Linked DNA regions of Zea mays: region 2 is linked to region 1. The links are chromatin contacts, called in public Hi-C maps. All regions are on one chromosome and are shown on one strand. The core of a region is the stretch at or near the end of the contact, and the rest is flanking DNA. Distances in the headings are between cores, read along the strand shown. Region 1 holds the start of LOC100285622. Region 2 holds the start of LOC100272943 (DNA-binding protein).

Region 1 (4,428 bases), core at 903-3,402:
GAGTGGAGCGGAGGCCAAACGACCAACGAACCAGAACCAGGGTGGTGGTGGGGTGGGCGGATCGGTCCTGGGGATGAGGAGGCCATCAACATCATCCATTGCGACCTCTGACTGATGGCACGCCGCACGCCATCGGAGCATGCTGCTGCTGCATGGGGACGCGCGACGGGCTCGCGCACCAAGGCCCGCGCCGATGGTGGACGCTGACCCGACGGTGTCGGTGGACGCCATGCCAGCCACTATGCCTCTGTTCTGCTACACACTGCTTTCCCATCGCACTCCTCCACTTTGGGTGGACACTGGACGCTGGACACCTGTGCTGTGTGCGCTGCACCATCTCCTCCGTCGCTTCCTCTAGATCTGCTGTCTGTCCAAAGCAAGCAGGCAACGCCGCCGGCCTCTCTCTCTTCGCCATACAAGCCTGACACGCTGACCGGACCGCCCGGCCTCAGCCTGCCATTTCAAATCGTGATGGGGCCCCGGGCATTTTTCCCGCCAGACTTCTCTTGGCGCCAAGCGCCAAGCGCCCGCGAACCTTCGCTTGTTTTGGCGCCAACCCGCGTGGTGGCCGGCGGCCGGGGCGCCGCGCCATCGCGCTCGCGGGGCCGGGGCGAGAACGAGATCCGCCGCCTGACGTGCTGGTCCGTCCTGTTGGCTGTTGCTGTTTTGGCCGCCGGCTGGACCACGGCCCGCGTGGCGTGGCACTCCGTCGAGACACCACGCAGGAACAGTACATCTACACGAAGCCTAGGTTCGACCAAAACGGGCGCGACCCTCCACTCCAGGTGTCAAAAGGACCCGGCATGCGTGCCCTGCCCTAATCCTGATCTCTACGCTGCTGTGCAGTGCCCATACTTACTAGTAGTATACAAGAGTAGCTCCACGCGGCACGTCGCCGATGCGGGGCGCCGGTGACCGGTGTGCACGTCGTCGCGGCCCTCCTCCTATCTGAAGGGGCAGGCATATCGGTCCATGCGGTAGCATATTCCAGCAGAATTCTGTCACCCAAAAAATCGGCGGTTCGGCGCCTCCTGCTTGCTTTGTCTCAACTACTGGAAGTGGAAGCTGAGCTCCTAAAAAAACAAAAAAGAAAAGGTTGCCGAGCCTGCCGGCCGGTCCCGCGCTGGCTGTATGTACTACGTGTCCTGCTGCTGCCGGATGGTAGCTCAAAAATCAAAACAATACAATTCTCGTTTTTTTTCAATTTCGAACTGTCTAAATTTTAATTAAACTTAGATTAAATTCTGTACAATATTTATAATAATATATACTAAGCACCACTAGATTAGTTTTAGAATATGTTTTCATTATAATTTCATTTAAAGACTGCTACTATAAAATTTGTAAGTAATGGTTACTTATTAGTTAGTTATTTTTTTTTACGGATGGAGCGAATATTTTTCTTACGGTTCTGTTCTGCGCTATAGTACATTCCGTTGCGGGAAAAAAATTCACCCGGGGCCCGCACTAACATTTGGAATGTCATTTGTTGGGATGTGTTGGTTACGATGCCTAAAGTTCAATATATGTACAACCATCCAATGTTTGAATATGCTTGAATGCCAATTACTGTAATAAATCTAGTTTAATTATTAAAAAAACTAATCACATAAATAAAAACTAGATAACAATCCGAATTTAGTAAGGCTAACTAAGGGTGTATGTTAGGATTATAATAATATGCCCAGGTTATATAAAATCTAACAAATTTTGAATTAAGTGTTAGTTTACAATTTATTGGATTATATAATATGGATAAATTATAATCCAAAACAAATATCTCCTAGTAATTCATGACTAGTAAACTATAGCATTCCGTCCGGTCGGTTTCCTTATTCGAAATTTGTAACGTCCGGGAGGAGGGTGCAAGTGCAAAGCAAGGAACGAAGGAACAGCCACAGCACACTGCGGCCCTCCACGTGGCGGCCCTCCCTGGCTCCCACGCGCCTGGCCAGTCGCTTCGGCATGTGCCGCACCAGTGCACCACACCACCCTCCGCCCCCCTTCCAGCTTCCACCTCTTTTTTAAATCCCCGCGTCCGTTCCGTCCCGGCCACTTTCACCCGCCCACGCATTCCAATTCCGAATTTCAACTGACAGCTGTGCTAGCTCAGACACCGGACTACAGGAGGCGCCGGGGAGCCAACAACAACAACAAGGCGGCGAGCAGAGCCACGCCAAAGCGTGGGGAAGCCTCCAAGCCGCGGGCGATCCCGCCGAGGCGTCGTCGTCCACCGCCTCCTCCTTGTACTCTTCGTCCCTGCTGTCAGGGCCGCCGCGCGCTTTATATACAGCCGACCCGCGTGCCTGGGCTCGCTGCCTGCCAGCAGCAAGCAAGCGCCGAGGCGGAGCTCGCGAGGCAGAGGCTGACGGCGCCGATGGAGTGGCTGGACGAGTACGAGAAGCTGGTGGTCCGGATGAACACGCCCCGCGTGGTCATCGACAATGCCGTCTGCCCCACGGCCACGCTGGTGCAGGTGAGCTGCGGCCGCCCGTCTCCTCCGGTTCTTGGGAGTGGAGGTTGCGCTAGGAGCTGCAACGGCAGTGGCTGACTTTGGTGGGGCTCTGCCTCTTCTACTCCGTGGTTGCCCTGCAGGTGGACAGCGCCAGGAAGAGAGGGCTGCTGCTGGAGGCCGTGCAGGTGCTCGCCGACCTCGACCTGTCCATCAACAAGGCCTACATCTCCTCCGACGGCCGCTGGTTCATGGACGTCTTCCACGTCACAGACCGCCTCGGCCGCAAGCTCACCGACGACAGCGTCATCACCTACATCCAGCAGGTAGAGCGAGCGGGCTATCTCTCGCCATCCCCTTCATTTCCCCGTGCCTCGCGCTCCGAACAAAGAGCGGCCTTTCGCTGACGCGGCTTCGGTCTGCAGTCTCTCGGGACCTGGAACGAGCCGGCCCGGCCGGCGGCGCTCGAGGGTCTGACGGCGCTCGAGCTCACGGGGCCCGACCGCACGGGGCTCCTGTCCGAGGTGTTCGCCGTGCTGGCCGACCTGCAGTGCGGCGTGGTGGACGCCCGCGCGTGGACGCACCGCGGCCGCCTGGCGTGCGTCGCCTTCCTCCGCGGGGAGGGCGACGCCGACCGGGTGGCGCGCATCCTCGCGCGCCTCGGCCACCTCGTCCGCGGTGACGGCGAGGCCCCGGGCGCCGTGGCAGCCGTGCCCGCCGCGGCGGTCGCGCACGTCGACCGCCGCCTCCACCAGCTCATGGCCGCGGACCACAACAACAGCGCGACGCCGTACCCGGCCGCGGCCGTGTCCGTGCAGAGCTGGGCCGAGCGCGGCTACTCCGTGGTGACCGTGCAGTGCCGCGACCGCCCCAAGCTGCTGTTCGACGTGGTGTGCGCGCTCCACTGCCTGGACTACGTCGTCTTCCACGGCACCGTCGACACCGCCGCCGGCGACCGCGCGCGGCAGGAGTTCTACATCCGCAGCGCCGACGGGAGCCCCATCCGGTCCGAGGCCGAGAGGGAGAGGCTCGCCCAGTGCCTCCAAGCCGCCATAGACCGGAGGTCGCTAGAGGTAACTGGATTCGACGAGTTAGTATACTCGATTGTGAATCTGCATCCATTGCGTGAGACTTGACTAATGTGGCTGCTCTCTGAATCTGCATCCATCCAGGGCGTGAGGCTGGAGCTGTGCACGCCGGACCGGCCGGGGCTGCTGTCCGAGGTGACGCGGACGTTCCGCGAGAACGGGCTGCTCGTCGCCCACGCGGAGGTGTCGACGAAGGGGGGCCTGGCCTCCAACGTTTTCTACGTGACCGACGCGGATGGCAAGGCGGCGGGCCAGAGCGCCATCGAAGCTGTCAGGGCGAGGGTCGGCGCGGACTGCCTCGTCGTGGGCGAGGAGCCCCGGCCGCCGCGCGTGTTCCCGGAGGCCGGGCCTGGCGACCGTGACCACGGCGGCGGCGGCCTTGGGCTGGTCTACCTCGGCAACCTCGTGAAGCGGAACCTGTACAACCTCGGCCTCATCAAGTCGTGCTCGTGAACTCGGCACCAAGAAAAGACACGGGCGGTTTCTCAAGGAGACCCACCCGCCATTGACGTACTGTGTACGTACAAGATCGAGGAACCGGCGCCGACGGCATCAACTAAACACCGCGACATGGAGCGCCGCTCAAGCAGGGTGAAATTCGGGTCGGGCATGGTGTTGTACTCGAGAGGAAATGTCGTCGTCCGTCATCAACAGGCACCGACGCCATGGATGGACGGACGGTCGGACACTGACGACGGTTGAGGAGGGGTGATTAGCAATAGGAATTTGTGTAGCCATCTGCCATGTACATAGACAAATTCGTTGTTGTCGGTACCAGTAGAAGAAGTAGCGCGTAGCCGTGTAGTGGGTGCATTCATCGTATTTAACTTCTGTCATATTTACGGAACAGGCACATCATTTTTTTTCACCCGAAACGCTTACTAAATT
Region 2 (4,428 bases), core at 742-3,241, 34 kb after region 1:
ATCCATACCTCACCAGGAGCGACTGTAATTATGTGTGGAGTGAAATTTGCACCAGCTGAACATGCCCCCATATCACCTGCCAACACATGGTGCGGGTGGTTAGAAAAAAATAATGGCAGATTTATAGCAAAACAAACTGGCCAAATGAAAGGTCTGGGAGCAGAGAAGATTGTTTAGTCTAATAGGAATCTATGGCAGTGATCCCATCAGGAAATCAACTAGCTACACAACTGCGACATCCAAAGACCACCCTCACTCATCGAAGTACAGTCTCATAAATTCTTCATACACTGTAAATGTTCAATCCAGCCATACCAACTTTTACCACCGTGTTCTAGTACCCGAAGCATTCACTATACATTTTTCAGTCCCAAGTCATACTATTTTCACCACGTACCTCGAAAAAAAAAACAGATACTCCGTATGTCTGAACTATATCCATCAGACGATCACCTTCAGACCTACTACCAGGGAGACAAGGAATGACAAAAAGGCAGGCACCGTGGTAGAACCTAACAAGAAGGATTTTCAAATGATCTGTATCTTCAATATTTTATTCCAGAACAGAACAGTTAAGCACAAGCAGGGCAGCACCACCATGGCAGGCAATCCCCACAACGGGGGAACCCCACCACAGAACACCAAGAAACCCTAAAAGCAACCAACAAAACGGGGTAGGATGGACTGCAGGCAGAGGATATGCCTCCATCTGGCCCCCACTTTGCCCCTCAACCGAGCCATGAATCTTGGCTCGCACAGTGCACCAACCAGCCGCATGAGCCTGCCTGAGATACCTGACCGTGCGAACTAGCATCTGATCATGTTGTGCAGCACGAGCTGCGTCTGCGTAGAGTGGAGGAGACAGGAAATATTCGGATAAGAGAGGGACAGACAGACAGTGTCCGGACAAGGAGTGAGCCGGTGACGCCGCCATCCAATTACTACCCCTGTCATTGGCTCCTCCCCCGCCGCTCATCCATCCATTCTCCTCTAGTCGAGGAATTTGTCGGGAGAAAAATCGAATCCTTATCTCTAGAATAGGATGTGGATTATCCCAAAAAGATTAACAGATTTTTGGGTTTAATTAATCTATATATAAAGAGAGACAAAAAAAACAGAGGGGGAATGGGGGATGAATACGAGCGAGAGATTTGGGAGTACTCCTACAGTCCTACCAATGGAGTCGAAGTGGAAGCCGAACTGCTGCTGCTGATGCTGGTAGAGCTGGTGGTGATGCTGCTGGTGCTGCTTGGCGGCGGCGGCGGCGAAGTCAAGGGGCCGTCCCCTGCCACGCTTCATGGCGGCGCCCACCGCGGAGGCCGGCGTGTAGTGCCCAGGCGCCACGGCGGCCGGCAAGGGCGCGGACGCCGAGATCGGCGTGGCGTTGAGCGGGCGGATCAGGCTCCCGTCCGGCCCGTACTTGCGCGGCCTCCCTCGCTTCTTCGGCACCTTCATCAGCACCGGCACGAGCGCCATCGCGCCGCCTCCCGCCGCCGTAGCAAGAGGCGGCACCAGGACGGCGCTCGAGCTGCCCCTCTCCGCCGCCGCGGCCGGCGCCGGCAGCGGCTGCTGGAAGCTCACAGTCTCCTCTAGTGGTGGCGCCGCCATAACCGGTGCTGCCGCCGCCATAGGCGCAGGCGCATGCCCAACACTGGCTTCCCCCGGCTTGGCCTCCATGCACGCAGCACCCCGCACGCGCCCGCCTGCTCGTAGTCGTCCTACTAAGCCTCCCGACACGAGCAGTCGCCATTGGAGCTCACGCACGCTCTCCCCATCTCCCCCGTTTAGTTCAGGGCGGCGCCTCAAAAAAAAAGAAAATAACGAAAATCCTCCCTCCCCCCAAAAAAAAAGTCCCCGAAAAATAGCCCCAAAATCCCGAAATATTCCTCAAAAAATCCTCGCTCCAGCGACAAAAATCGACAAAAACAAAAACAGGAGCAGCTGCGGGAGGAGGACGAAGCGGAGGTCGCGAGGCGAGAGGCAGCAGAAGAGGGGCGGCGGAAATGGGGCGCCAGTGAAATAAAAAGCCAAAACTAATAAAAGCAAAAAAGGCGAGGATGCCGCCGGGGGAATTGCGGGATTAAAAAAAGAGAAATAAATTAGGTTATCGAGGAAATATTAAATTATTTATCCGCCCGGGCGCGCCCGCGCGGGCGCAGTAAAGAAACGGGGGCCGAAATTGTCGCGGTTTAAGAGCGGGGAGGGGCCCACGTGCTCTTCCCGTGGTGGTTTTTAATGCGGGAACCGAGGGAGATGCCCGTTGCTTGGCGCCGTGCCGTGGCGTGAAGCCGTGAACTGAACCCGGTGGGCAGAACCGGGAACGGAAAAGGCGCTTGGCGTCACGCGGGCTAATTAATTACTAGTAGTTATTAAGCGCTGTATACATACGGGCGATGGAGAGGTGGATTTACGGTTCTGCCACAGGGCCACTTTAGGGTTGACTGGTCGTCGGTTTGTCGCATGCCATATTGCCATGGCGCCGGGCGGCAGCTGCCTGCTGTGCTTCCCGAGCCCGCGGGTCAAGCGTGTCAAAGCGAACAGTGACACGTCAGACGCAGGACAGGCACTGTGCAGATGGATGGGAACGGCTCCGATCCAACGGGGAGAAATTCTAACGTGTTCTCGGTACATCTTTTTTAGTTTTTTTTTCTTCAAAAAAGGGAGTTGGCCAACCGCGGCCCGGCACGGCCAGGCCCAGGCCCTACCTTTTTTTATTATCTGTGGACAAATTTGAATCGTCGAAACCGATAAATGGTGCTGCAGCCAATAAAATAAAATACTGTGTCGCGTGCAGCCTTGATTCATGTCCTCTCCCGCTTTCATCCATTATTATCCAAGCATATACAGGACAAAAAGCACGGAAAATAAAATAAAAGGGTGGATGCGCCAAAGTCCCCACCCTACAGGCTACAGCAAGTAACTGGATCTTTAACAAAGCTACTATTAGCTAGCTATAATTGTCGTCATCCTCATGTCTCACCAAATTAATCCTTAGACAAATACAAAATAACCAGATAAAAATTTCTCCCCTAAGTCTAGATCCAATGCATCCGATCTTTGCGGTTTATTGATCGCGTCATTGACTGTCATCGATGTTTATCTACCAAATATATAGTCTTTACCGTCAGCCTGCAATCATTTCATCTCTTTTACAATCATTAATTTGAAATGAAACGTAATATTTTAGTGAAACAAAAAACACCACAGTATATAATCAAGCAAATAAAAATTATATAATACATAAAAAACACTTTGTTAGGATAGATATGGGTGGTTGGCCTCTAAGTTCCTTCTCTCTGTCTTGCTCGGGGACGCTTGGCCGCCTTATGCCTATGACGAGGCCTATTCACGGCCTTTTGTTGGTGTGACTGATCTATGTTATATTTCGAATAGTCGTATGGTTGGACACGGACATGTTCAGTTTTTCAGAATATGCTTGCCTCATCCATCGCACACCTAGTCATGTTCCCAAACTACAACATCTCTGGAGCCTGTCCTACGGGAGCCTGGTTGGTTCTTGAGAAAATTCCTGGTATGCCATCAGATTTTATACTCATCCCTTGTGTGCCACTGAGTGGCATATAGGTATATTTTTTGGTGTCTATGACATGTGGGGCCAGTGGCATACAAGGAATGAGTATATTTTTCAGTGGCATCTTGGTTCTTCTGAGATGCGAGCTAGGTTTCACTCACCAACAGATCAAACACGCTGAGTGGTCCAAAGGGGGAAACTGTTTGTTTTCTGATCCTTCGTGTTCAAATTTGAGTGAATTACATGGGACCACACTACGCACGGGCCGAAAGCTGACGAGCAGTTGAGCTTAAATAAACACAAAGTGCCGGGACAACGAAACGATTTATTTATTACTACTACTTTGCCATCTTAAAACTCAACAGCCACACTGATTATCTATGAACACACAATGGCCCTGTTTGGCACAGCTTATTTTCAGCTTCTTCACAAATTTAAGCTGAAGTCCTGCCAAACAGACAGCTTCTGTAGCAGCTTATCAGTTCAGCTGCTTCTCAAAATGAACTAAAAGCAGACAACAAGCAGAAGCTGCTTTTTACCAGCTTATCAGATAAGCTGCTTTTTCAACAAGCAGCAGCTGTCCCAAACAGGGCCAATAGCAGACGTCCGCAAAAGGCCAGCCAGCCACGGACAGCTCATCGAACCTCAACAATATATTATATATTTTTTTTCTGCATTGCTTCCTACTACTTACTGTATCTGCCAGCGTAATATATCAATCTAGCCTTTCATTTTCTTCCAAGGCAAGTAAGCACAAGGAAATTGATTTACTAAGCTAAAGAAAAAGATTTATTGGGGGGCGCGGATTTGGATGGAATGTGTTTATAATGGCTAACGGATTGCGAACAATCAAGCTATAGCCACACACACAGACACAGAGGAGTCAATGTCCAACA

What was found. Hi-C and Micro-C count contacts between places; a contact is called where the count stands out from the background.
Region 2: a contact with region 1 is called in a Hi-C map of leaf, with 5 times the contacts expected there. The contact joins the promoter of LOC100272943 here to the promoter of LOC100285622 in region 1. A contact is called at or near these places in 1 of 25 Hi-C or Micro-C datasets (leaf) and 1 of 3 datasets of contacts at active chromatin or transcription factors (seedling).

The regions. Positions count from the first base shown.
Region 1 is chr4:39,359,139-39,363,566 of Zm-B73-REFERENCE-NAM-5.0, forward strand. It overlaps LOC100285622, which reads left to right and starts at 2,153. Exons shown (of 4, transcript NM_001372309.1): 1 at 2,153-2,476; 2 at 2,596-2,778; 3 at 2,878-3,525; 4 at 3,625-4,406. The coding sequence starts at 2,378. The coding sequence ends at 3,993.
Region 2 is chr4:39,393,015-39,397,442 of Zm-B73-REFERENCE-NAM-5.0, forward strand. LOC100272943 (DNA-binding protein) reads right to left here and starts at 1,992. Exons shown (of 5, transcript NM_001147395.1): 1 at 1,176-1,992; 2 at 9-76. The coding sequence starts at 1,677.